2 separate regions of the Muntiacus reevesi genome follow, and region 1 is linked to region 2. The links are chromatin contacts, called in public Hi-C maps. All regions are on one chromosome and are shown on one strand. The core of a region is the stretch at or near the end of the contact, and the rest is flanking DNA. Distances in the headings are between cores, read along the strand shown.

Region 1 (4,850 bases), core at 1,185-3,684, 390 kb before region 2:
ATCTCTATCATGTGACCTAATGATCATTTCTTTTTTTGTGGTGGAAACAATTAAGATCTAATCTCTTACATTACCATTTATTCTTAACCATTCAAGGTCAGAATAATGGAAAGACAGGGAGACAGACGATTTGATCTGAGGGTATTTTGATAGAGTGGTACAGATTAGGGTGACATTTCAGGACCATGCATAGTGCTTGAGACACTTAGCTCTCCTGTAGTTTCCCCTTTCCCAACTACTAATAAATTACTTTCCCACTGCTTTCTGGCTTTCTTCTTCACTTAATCATTCAGGCTACAAATAATTATTGTATGCCTACTATGTACCAGGTTTCTGAATCATGTGCAAGAAGTGAGACAGTAAGACACAGGCCCTTCTACATTTATGGCGTAAATTGCTCTCGTTTCTTCCTCATTCCTAATCCTAATTTCACTGTTTATTTTTTGCACCAGTTCAGACTGTTGCTTGCTGATATGAAGTGACCCCAAAGTGACTTTTTAAAAAGTCCTAACCCTTTGCCTTTAGGCCTCAGTAAACAACAGCAACAATATATGGGTCCTACTTCTCAGTAAAAGCCTTTTCACAGCTCAAGGCAAGGTTTTTTTTTTTTGTTGTTGTTTTTTAATTTGAGAGTGTTTCAAATTCAACCTGGTTCCATCATTTACCTCCTGGCAGCTTCATAACCAGGGAGCAATAACTTCCCTATCTGTGGATTGCTCAATGATAACATAGTACCACCCTGGGAGCAATAGACTGAGGCCCTTTTCCAGATGCCATGTTTTAAAACTTTCAGCTGGAAAGACCTTCACTATGTAAAACTTACTGCAATTATTTAAAGTCAATATCTGATCTTCTTCAGAAACAAACAAACGATCTCTGGCTTGCTGCCTCCTGCTTTTGGCTCTAGACCATGGGATTATTTAATTTGGAGTTTTTCAGTCTGACAAGAGGTTAGAAACTGGCCAACGTGGGCCTCAACAACAGATAAGCGCGTCAAAACTGACAGGAATTATGAAAACTGCTATAGATGGCTTAAAAAAAAATCGACCTCCTGTTCTGCAAGGCATCATCGTCTCTTCTTCCCACTGCTGCGCTTTGCCAGGTTTTCTGAGAGTTCCAGGTCTGAGAGGCACCAATCACTCCGTTTCCTCGGTTTTTGCTGCGTACAGGTAATTAAGCTAAAAGTCTGTAGTAGTAGATCTTATTATGCTTTAGTACATTATGCATTCCAGAGCAGAAGGTTTTTGCTGGAAAGCTTCACTGTTAAGATATGATTTGCATATTTTACTAGATACTTGTCTTTGCTCCTTGAGGACAAACACGTTAGGATTCCTTTGTGCATAAACAAAACTGTGGGCTTGACTGTGTTTTTGGCAAGACTGGAAATGCTTTGAAACAGAGCATGCTTTTGCTGCAGAGCCTGAACTATTTGGTTAAGGTGAGGGAGCAAGGCAGAAATAAGACTTTTAGTGCAACTCCATCTGGAATTAAAATGAGTGCTAAGTCATCATATGAAATAGCAAATATTTGAAATTACAACTATCTACTCCTAATTTTAAAAAGCTGGTTTTTGTAGTGCTCTTTTTGAGGCCCCTGCCCTGCCAGTACTGAGGAATGTGCTTAGTCGACCTACTGAATTAAGCCTGTACTGTGGGCAATTCCACCTGCGTGGTCTCCAGACTGGGACGCAGAGGGTCAAGACAGAGATGGGCTGTTGGCACCACCCGGGTTTGGTTTGCTCTTTCTCGTCCATGAGGAGACTGGCCCAGAGCCTGAAACATCTCTCCCGCGGATCTGCCCAGAGCCAGGGGGTCGGCTTCATTTAAGGCTGGTCTGAGCTGCCCCTTTCTGGCTGCTTTCTAAGGCTGCGGCTCGGTCGGGGGAAGCGACGCGCGCCACGGCGCTTGGGTTCTAACGCGGGAGAGGGCGGAGCTGCGAGGCCCGGGCACCCGGGCTGGCATACCCAGCTGGCACTCAGGCCTCGTCGCGGCGGACAACGCCGCCCAGCCGGCCGCACTACAACTCCCGGCGCGCTCTGCACTCGCTCGCAGAAGCCAAGGGGATCCGGCGTGCTCTGCGCCGGCCGGCCAGACAGCCCAGCGCACCTCTCGGCCCGCTCAACGACCTGGGGGGGAAGCAGCCTGCAAACCTCCTCTCGCGCCTCACTGTCCTCCCCTCTTTATTCCAACTGCCTGAGATTTCGCCACAAGAATAGGAAGCAGTCTCCTAAACTCAACCCAGTAGAGTCGGCGCCAGCCAATAAAGTACGCAGAGTTAGGCCACGTGACAGTAGCGGGGCGGTGCTCCGGCGGCCCCCTAATCTCTATGGTTTTGGCGCCTCGCTAGAGGGCGTGTGGTCCACTGGAGGACTCCCTACATTCTTCCTCCATTACCTCACTGCCTCCGGTGGCTGCTGGGATACCGGAAGACTCGGGTCCCGACTCGGCTCAGTCCTCCAGCTGCCCGGGGAATACCTCTAGCAGTTCTTCCCTGCCGCCACCGCCGCCCCGCCGCTTCCTCCTCCGCCCGCCCCCTGCCGGCCTTCTTGGCCCCGCCCCGTCCGCGCCGCGCGTCCGGCCCGCCCGCGGCCCGCTTCTCTCGGGAGCCCCCACCCAGGCGCATGGCTCCATGAAGCAGGAGGAGGAGGCAGAGCGCGAGAGGTCCCGTCTGCCCCGGCTACGTCTGGGCCAGGAGAAAAGGTGGGAAACTCGGTCCGCGCCGCGCCCTCTTCCCGCCCCGCCGGGCCGCCCTCTCACGATCTGCCGCCGTGCCCTCCGGGCCTCCTCACTCCGCGGCGACTGGAGGGGCTGGGGAGCGGGTCCCCCAGGTTCGGGGCGAGGGTCCCGGGGCAGCGTGGGGGAGGGGCTTCTGAGCGGCCGGGTAGGGAGGCGGCAGGCTGGGCCTGCGGGCCGCGTGTGCCTACCGGGGGCAGGAGGGTCGGGGGACGCGCTGGGGAGGGGGTGGGCGGACACCCCTGCCCCGGGCCGCGCGGAGAGGCCGGGCGAGGCCAGGCGAGGCTCCCACTCTTTCTACACTCCCTCCTGGAAACAGTCTCGGGTCGTATAAAGTTTGGTGGTCTCCGGCGCCTCCTGGCGGCCCTCGCCCCCCGTCCCGTCGCCCCCTCCCCCGCCTGGCGTCTGGATTCCACCCCCGCGGCTCGGCCTTAGCTGCCCTACCCGTCGCTGGGTCGTCTCCCGAATCCTCCTGGCGCCCCGCGCCTTTTTCTTACCATCACCTTTTTCTTACCTTTTACCTTTCTCTCTGCCCGCTTCGCCCCTCCCCGCTCCGATCTCTTCTCTCCCCCCTGTATCTCGCCCTTTGCTTGCTAAACTCTTCAACACGCACGCACTCGCCTTTCATTAATCTTTTTTTTTTTTAAACCCCACTTTGATTCTGTCCTTCCTTATCCACCCAAAGCACCTATTTCCATCAACTCTCCACCTGATACTCAGTGGGTTTTATTCCTCCCTCCTTCCCAGGCTGTGGATTTTGCCCTTCATTACTTGCCCTCCTCCGTTCCCTGTCCTGATCTGAACTCCTCACTTTGCCACACTCTCTCACCCTTATCCCTCTGGGCCTATCCTCTTTCACTGCCCTCTCCTTGGATAGAGTGGGTGGGGCCTGGAGTCTCCTGTTTACATCTTTGGGAATAACTCAGATATCTACTACTGGGGGGTGGGGAGAGTTGATGAAGAGATTATGAAGAGATTCATGCCAGCCTAAGAGTAATGATGACGGACTGTTACGGACAGTTATCTCCAACTGGGATAACAAGATGGCCTGTCCTCGGGACTCTGACATGCGGTCCAGTAATCCTTCCGCACCACATTTGCAGAGGATTTGGGAATCTTGTTTGTAGTCTGAAACCAGTAGAGAGCCTTGAGATGGTGTATCTTGGCCTGAGAGCAACTTTTGATCTAAATTAGTGGTGAGGGGAGGAAGTTTTAATGTGTGTTTCATGTTCAGGTTCAATAAAACCTTTAATCTTCCTTGTCCTCCCTTCTTGGTGTTGAGGCCAGGAATGAGGTGATTTAGTGCAGGGGGCTGCCCTTGCCACCTTATATTTAGATTTTGAAATATTTTGAATTAAGGAAAGCCTGTTCCTTAGCTTTTTTTTTTTCTTCCTAGAAATTACTCTGTTGTAGTCCTTTCAAAAACCATCTCTTACCTCTGCACCGCCTTGATGTTGTTCACTCACTGCACCTGCGTTTCCATCTTAGGTACAGGAAGAAGGAATGGAATCGGAAGGAAGAAAATTTATGTCAGAGACAAAATAGCTCCCCTCCTCTGTTATAGCTGTTCCCCTGACAATACAAACTTTCTGCTTTCAGTGAGTATTACCTTGGACATACTTAGAATGGAATTGTGTTGCTTTTATTTTTTGTTTATTTGGTTTTAGGCCTGTGCTTGGACTAGAATATATGTTTACTTTGTTCATTTCTGTTTTTCTACTTACATGAGTGTCCTAAACTTGATGAATCCTTCCACTTTCTCGCTTTTAAAATAATTTTAATTGGTAAAAAACAAGTTTATTTTCCATAATCCTATTAGAGCGACTTAGATGGTTTTGTAGCATTACACTTAGCCTTGGGTTACATAAAGGTTCGCCTTTAAAGACAAAGATCATAACTCAGAGGTTAATAGAGTTTCTGTTAAGGTCAATTATCAGATGTCTTCCATATGGTTAGAATTTTCAGAGAATTTTGGAACATTTTGCCCTAAATATGCTAGGGTGATACTGTTTTCTTAAAACTAACTAAAATTCTACATGTAAACAGAGTTCTGGGAAATTTTTTATTACTGCTGGGTCCCCTCGAGTCTGTTGATGGCATGCAAACACTTGTAAAAAA
Region 2 (4,842 bases), core at 2,046-4,545:
GTCAATCCTAAAGGAAATCAACCCTGAATATTCATTGAAGGACTGATGTTGAAGCTCCAATATTTTGGCCACCTGATGGGAGGGCAGGAGGAAAGGGGGGCAACAGAAATTGAGATGGTTGGATAGCATCACCGACTTAATGGAGATGAGTTGGAGCAAAGTCTGGGAGATAGTGAAGGACAGGGAAAGCTGGCATGCTACAGTCCATGGGGTTGCAAAGAGTCAGACATGACTTAGAGACTGAACAACAACAACAACAAGGGGCCTTGAAATCTGATTCAACTCCCTCATCTAACACAATAAGCTCAGAGCTTGACACAGAACCCAGATTTCTGATCCCCAAGCCTGAAGTTCTGCCACTGCTAGGCTGCTCTTGATATTGTATGACTTTTCACTCCCAGAAATATTCAGCAAGTTGCAGTATCTCAAAAGGCTGGAAGGATAATTCTTGCATGGTTGTCAGTCAAGGGAAACAGAGTTCAGGACTGCCACAGCTCATTTCTCCCATGTCTCTCATGTCTCTTCTCTATCTTTAGTATACTTAGAAAAAACAGCCTCCCTGCTGAGTGGCCTCTCTACCACCAGCTGTGCTGGGACTGGAACGAGGAGTGGAGAGAGATGGTGGTCTTCAAAATGCAAGGCAACCAAGACTCAGAAAGCCTATCTGTTCTGCTCCAAGATCTGTCCTTTGGAGGCTCTGAAAGACAGCCACCTGGTGGAATGGGGCTCTGGAAAACTCTCCTGGAGCTGTGTTTGCATTTGCAAGCACAATGCTTTAACTAAGACTCTTAGGTTTGTTTCAAAAAGCCTGTCCTGTCCCACTAAGTTAATGGCTTCTTGAGTATAAAACATAGATCTGACACTTTCCTTACAGCCTTCTGACTCTCTGCACATTATGCTCTGTTAAGTCTGCTTCTACTTCTCCATTCTCTAAACCATCAGGACAGTTAGAATTTTTATGTTAAAATTCAGTCATTATCCTTTTGTAATTGCATTGCTTAGCCCAATTACTTTCATAGCTGTTGGTTGTATACGTTGGTGAAACTACAAGATCTTTATTGACAGGATTTGCAGTGGGTTCTCTTCTTGGATTTCTACCCTATTCACTCACCTTATTACACAGGTACAACCTCTTAGAAGAGAGGTTGATCTCTTTGGAAGAAAGGTGGATCCTGGGCCCTTTTCTACTAAATGGAAGGAAATGAATTTTTAAATTTTCTACCTTTAGTTCCAGGCACTGTTAATTCCTTGCTATTATAATTCTCACAATAGCTTAAGAAGATGTCATTCCTACAGCTGAAGGGGTATACTGGGACTTCAAAGCTATTTTCCACTGTATGTACAGGGGAAAGACTGCCTATGAATTTTCTTGCAAGAAAACGGTAATTTCTAGAGAAACCATCCCTCTCTCTTCCTTTCCATGTCCTTTTCTGTAGCCTAGAACTGGGTTCTGCAAAGTAATCTGACTGGTTAACAATGGTTCCAGGATTATCAAAGCTGGGATGTGGTTTCACTAATGACATTCTGAGAATTCATAGCATAGCTGCTGCTGCTGCTGCTAAGTCACTTCAGTCGTGTCCAACTCTGTGCCCATAGATGGCAGCCCACCAGGCTCCTCTGTCCCTGGGATTCTCCAGGCAAGAACACTGGAGTGGGTTGCCATTTCCTTCTCCAATGCATGAAAGTGAGAAGTGAAAGAGAAGTTGCTCAGTCGTGTCCAACTTGTAGCGACTCCATGGACTGCTCCCAGGTTCCTCCATCCATGGAATTTTCCAGGCAAGAGTACTGGAGTGAGTTGCCATTGCCTTGTCTGCATAACATAGCTAACATCATAAAATTCATAAATCTGAACTCCAAGGTAGAATGTGGACTTTTCAGGGCACCGCATGGGTCCTTATAGCAGGCTAGGTATGCCTAGAAATCCAGTCCAAGATGTATGCTTTGCCAACTAACGAAAGGCCCTATTTCTGCAAGGCTACACCTCCTAGGGAATATTTCCTATACTTCCTCCAATCTAAAGGCAGTAATATTGTCTTTTCCATTTAAGACAAAAAAAAGCAAGAAAATCGACTTTAGTCAGGGTATTGCAATAGGAAGAGTACACCAGATATGAAGATCAGGGTATCTAGTACAGGGGACATGGGGTTGTCTGAGACTTTCCTAGGAAGGAATGTGTGATGCTTTATAGTTGTGATTGATTTGCAGTCAGAAGTTTCAAACAGTAACGAGAACAGAAAAATGTTTATTCCAGCATCTAGTTATTTGGGGACTTCCCTGGTAGCTCAGCTGGAAAAAAATCTGCATGCAATGCAGGAGACTTCTGTTCAATTCCTGGGTCATGAAGTTCCCCTAGAGAAGGGATAGGCTACCCACTCTAGTATTCTTGGGCTTCCCTGGTGGTTCAGACGGTAAAGAATCTGCTAGCACACCTGGGTTCCATCCCTGGGCTGGGAAGATCCCCTAGAGGAGGGCATGGCAACCCATTCCAGTATTCTTGTCTGGAGAATCCCCATGGACAGGGGAGCCTGGAGTCTCAAAGAGTCAGACACGACTGAGCGACTAAGCACAGCATAGCACTAGTTTTAGAGGGGCAAAGTCAGGAACAGAAAGTTGCAAGATCTGAGCAGGTTCAGAAGGAAGGGGAAAGGTCTTCTGCCTTGTCATGGGTAAACTAGGCGGTCATCTCTAAGTCTTACAGGTCTCACGAAAAAGAGCGGAGAATAACCTTTACTTGAGAGATAGGAAGAGGGATGGTTCTTTAAAGTCCGCGTTCTGACATGCTAGTTTCTCAACCATTGTTGTTTCTCACAAGCATGTAGGGCTCAAGGGAAGTTCAACAGTTTCACTTCAGCAAGATTTCATCCGGGAACCCTCCTGGAAGCAAAAACCTGTACTTCCTATTGTAAACCAAATGGTTTCTTAAGATGGAAATTAAGTCGTAACTTTTTAAAAAGAAAGGACGAAAAATGCCTTGAAAAGAGGCTCTTTTGATCAGGTCACTTAGTAACACATCATAGCTCGCTAGGCTTCGAACTACAAGTCCCAGAAGAAAACGCGCCACTTCCCGTCCTAAGGGCGGGAATCAAGCGCGTCGCTGCTTGATGGGAACGATAGTTAATTTCCGTATGATGGAAAATTTAATTTTAGCGAGTCTTCATTTTTCGGAACAATACTCCAGATGGTACTCAAACAAAGCACGGGCGGAGAACCCATAAAGTAACACTCATCTCCATGGGGAACAGACCAGATTCCTCCAAGAAGATTGTAATTGCAGTCGGGGCTCCCGCTCAATTTCCCCACAAGTTTCCTTTCCGGCCAATGCCGTGTGTCATACCGTTGAGTCTTCTCATTGGCCAGATGTCATGTGACAGCGCCTGCGCACTGCATTCTTTTGAGGGTGGGGGCAGACGCCATTTTGGCCCAGAGGTGCTTCTGGGAAGTAGCTCACTGACCCGCGCGCTTTGGTCGCCAGCAGGGTACGGCCTTTTCTGCAGGCGTTTGTAGGTCCAAGTGTGCGCGTCTGCCGCCGTTGCTGCCTTACTCTCCGCAGTCTCCCAAAGCTCCAGTTGGGCGGGAGCCTCTGAGCCCCGGGCCGCGCTATCGGTGGTCACAGCGCCGGCAAGGAAGTGACGGGGGCGGCGCGGGGCCCAGACACTCCCCGCCTAGAGCCGCCTGCGATGGACTCGGAGTATTACAGCGGCGACCAGTCAGGTGAGGCAGGGACGTAGGGGACAGGGCTGGGGGGCGGTGCGGTTTCTCGATCGGGCTTGGCCACGCACTCCCGCGGGGAAGAGAAGGAAGCCCCAGAAACCTCTCCCGGGACTCAGTCTGATGTTGACTGAGGCGTAGCGGGGAGAGCTGGCAGCCCGGCTGCGGACCCAGAAGTTAGAACCTTGGAGAGGGAATTCTGGACGGAAAGCCGTCTTTCAGATCGGCGAAGGATGTTGCTGAACTGGGAGCCCCTTGTATATATCAAATGCTTACTGTGTGCAAAGTATTAGGAATGGCCTCTCTTGATAGGGAATTTGTTTGAGCAGTTGAGAGTGATTTTCGAGAATCCCGGGGAGCTAGCTGTTCAGTGGGGGTGCATGATCTTACCTAGACTTTTCACTTGGAGTTGAAACTGGTTTGACTACGCCTGCAAACTAGTTTCTCCCATTAAAGAAAACATCGGAGTTGAGTTGTATACGTATTTTAGAATAAGGTGTGTACCTCTGGGGCTTACTAGTGATTTTTGTGCCTTTCCTTCAACTTGAGATCTTTCCCCTTTCTCCTCCCTTAAGTTCTTTCTTTTTCTGTTTATAAACACGCGGCCCCACTCTGTTAACGCAGTGCTGGGCACTGGGGAACCCAAAACGAATAAGGCAGAACCTCATGGGGAATAAAAACATTACTTTTGCTTTCCTATTGTGTTCTAGTTCCAGTGAGTATTGTCTGTCAGAAGTGCTTAAATAAATTTCTAAGCATAACTACCTTCTTTTCTGTTTTGCGTTCACATAGATTCTAATATATGACGACGAATAGCAGTGACTGCAAACACGTTTCCAAACATATTCTGCTGTTTCGCTTTAAACGTTTTCCTCATGTTTTCAAAATAGTTGTCAGTTCATTTGTGTTTTTAAATTTAATATGCTGAAAGACATGAAAAGTTAGCAATTTCCTGACTTTTTTTTTTAGCGTTTTTTTGATGTTTATCCCTGTATTCCTAACTTATGCTATCTTGTTGCATCATTTTTAGGCATTCTGTAATTATTTCCTATTATGCTAGGACAGGGTTTTAACCTCTTCTGACCCTCCTTACCCCAATTCTGACCGTTGAAGCATAACTTTTCTTTATACTTC

Evidence for each region. A called contact is a pair of places that touch in the nucleus more often than the background predicts.
Region 1: a contact with region 2 is called in a Hi-C map of blood, with 5 times the contacts expected there. The contact joins the promoter of AMMECR1L here to the promoter of IWS1 in region 2. A contact is called at or near these places in 2 of 3 Hi-C or Micro-C datasets (blood and muscle).

What each region holds. Positions count from the first base shown.
Region 1 is chr3:264,509,834-264,514,683 of mMunRee1.1, reverse strand. AMMECR1L (AMMECR1 like) reads left to right here and starts at 2,434. Exons shown (of 8, transcript XM_065931984.1): 1 at 2,434-2,699; 2 at 4,221-4,330.
Region 2 is chr3:264,115,840-264,120,681 of mMunRee1.1, reverse strand. It overlaps IWS1 (interacts with SUPT6H, CTD assembly factor 1), which reads left to right and starts at 3,295. Exons shown (of 15, transcript XM_065931964.1): 1 at 3,295-3,711. The coding sequence starts at 3,678.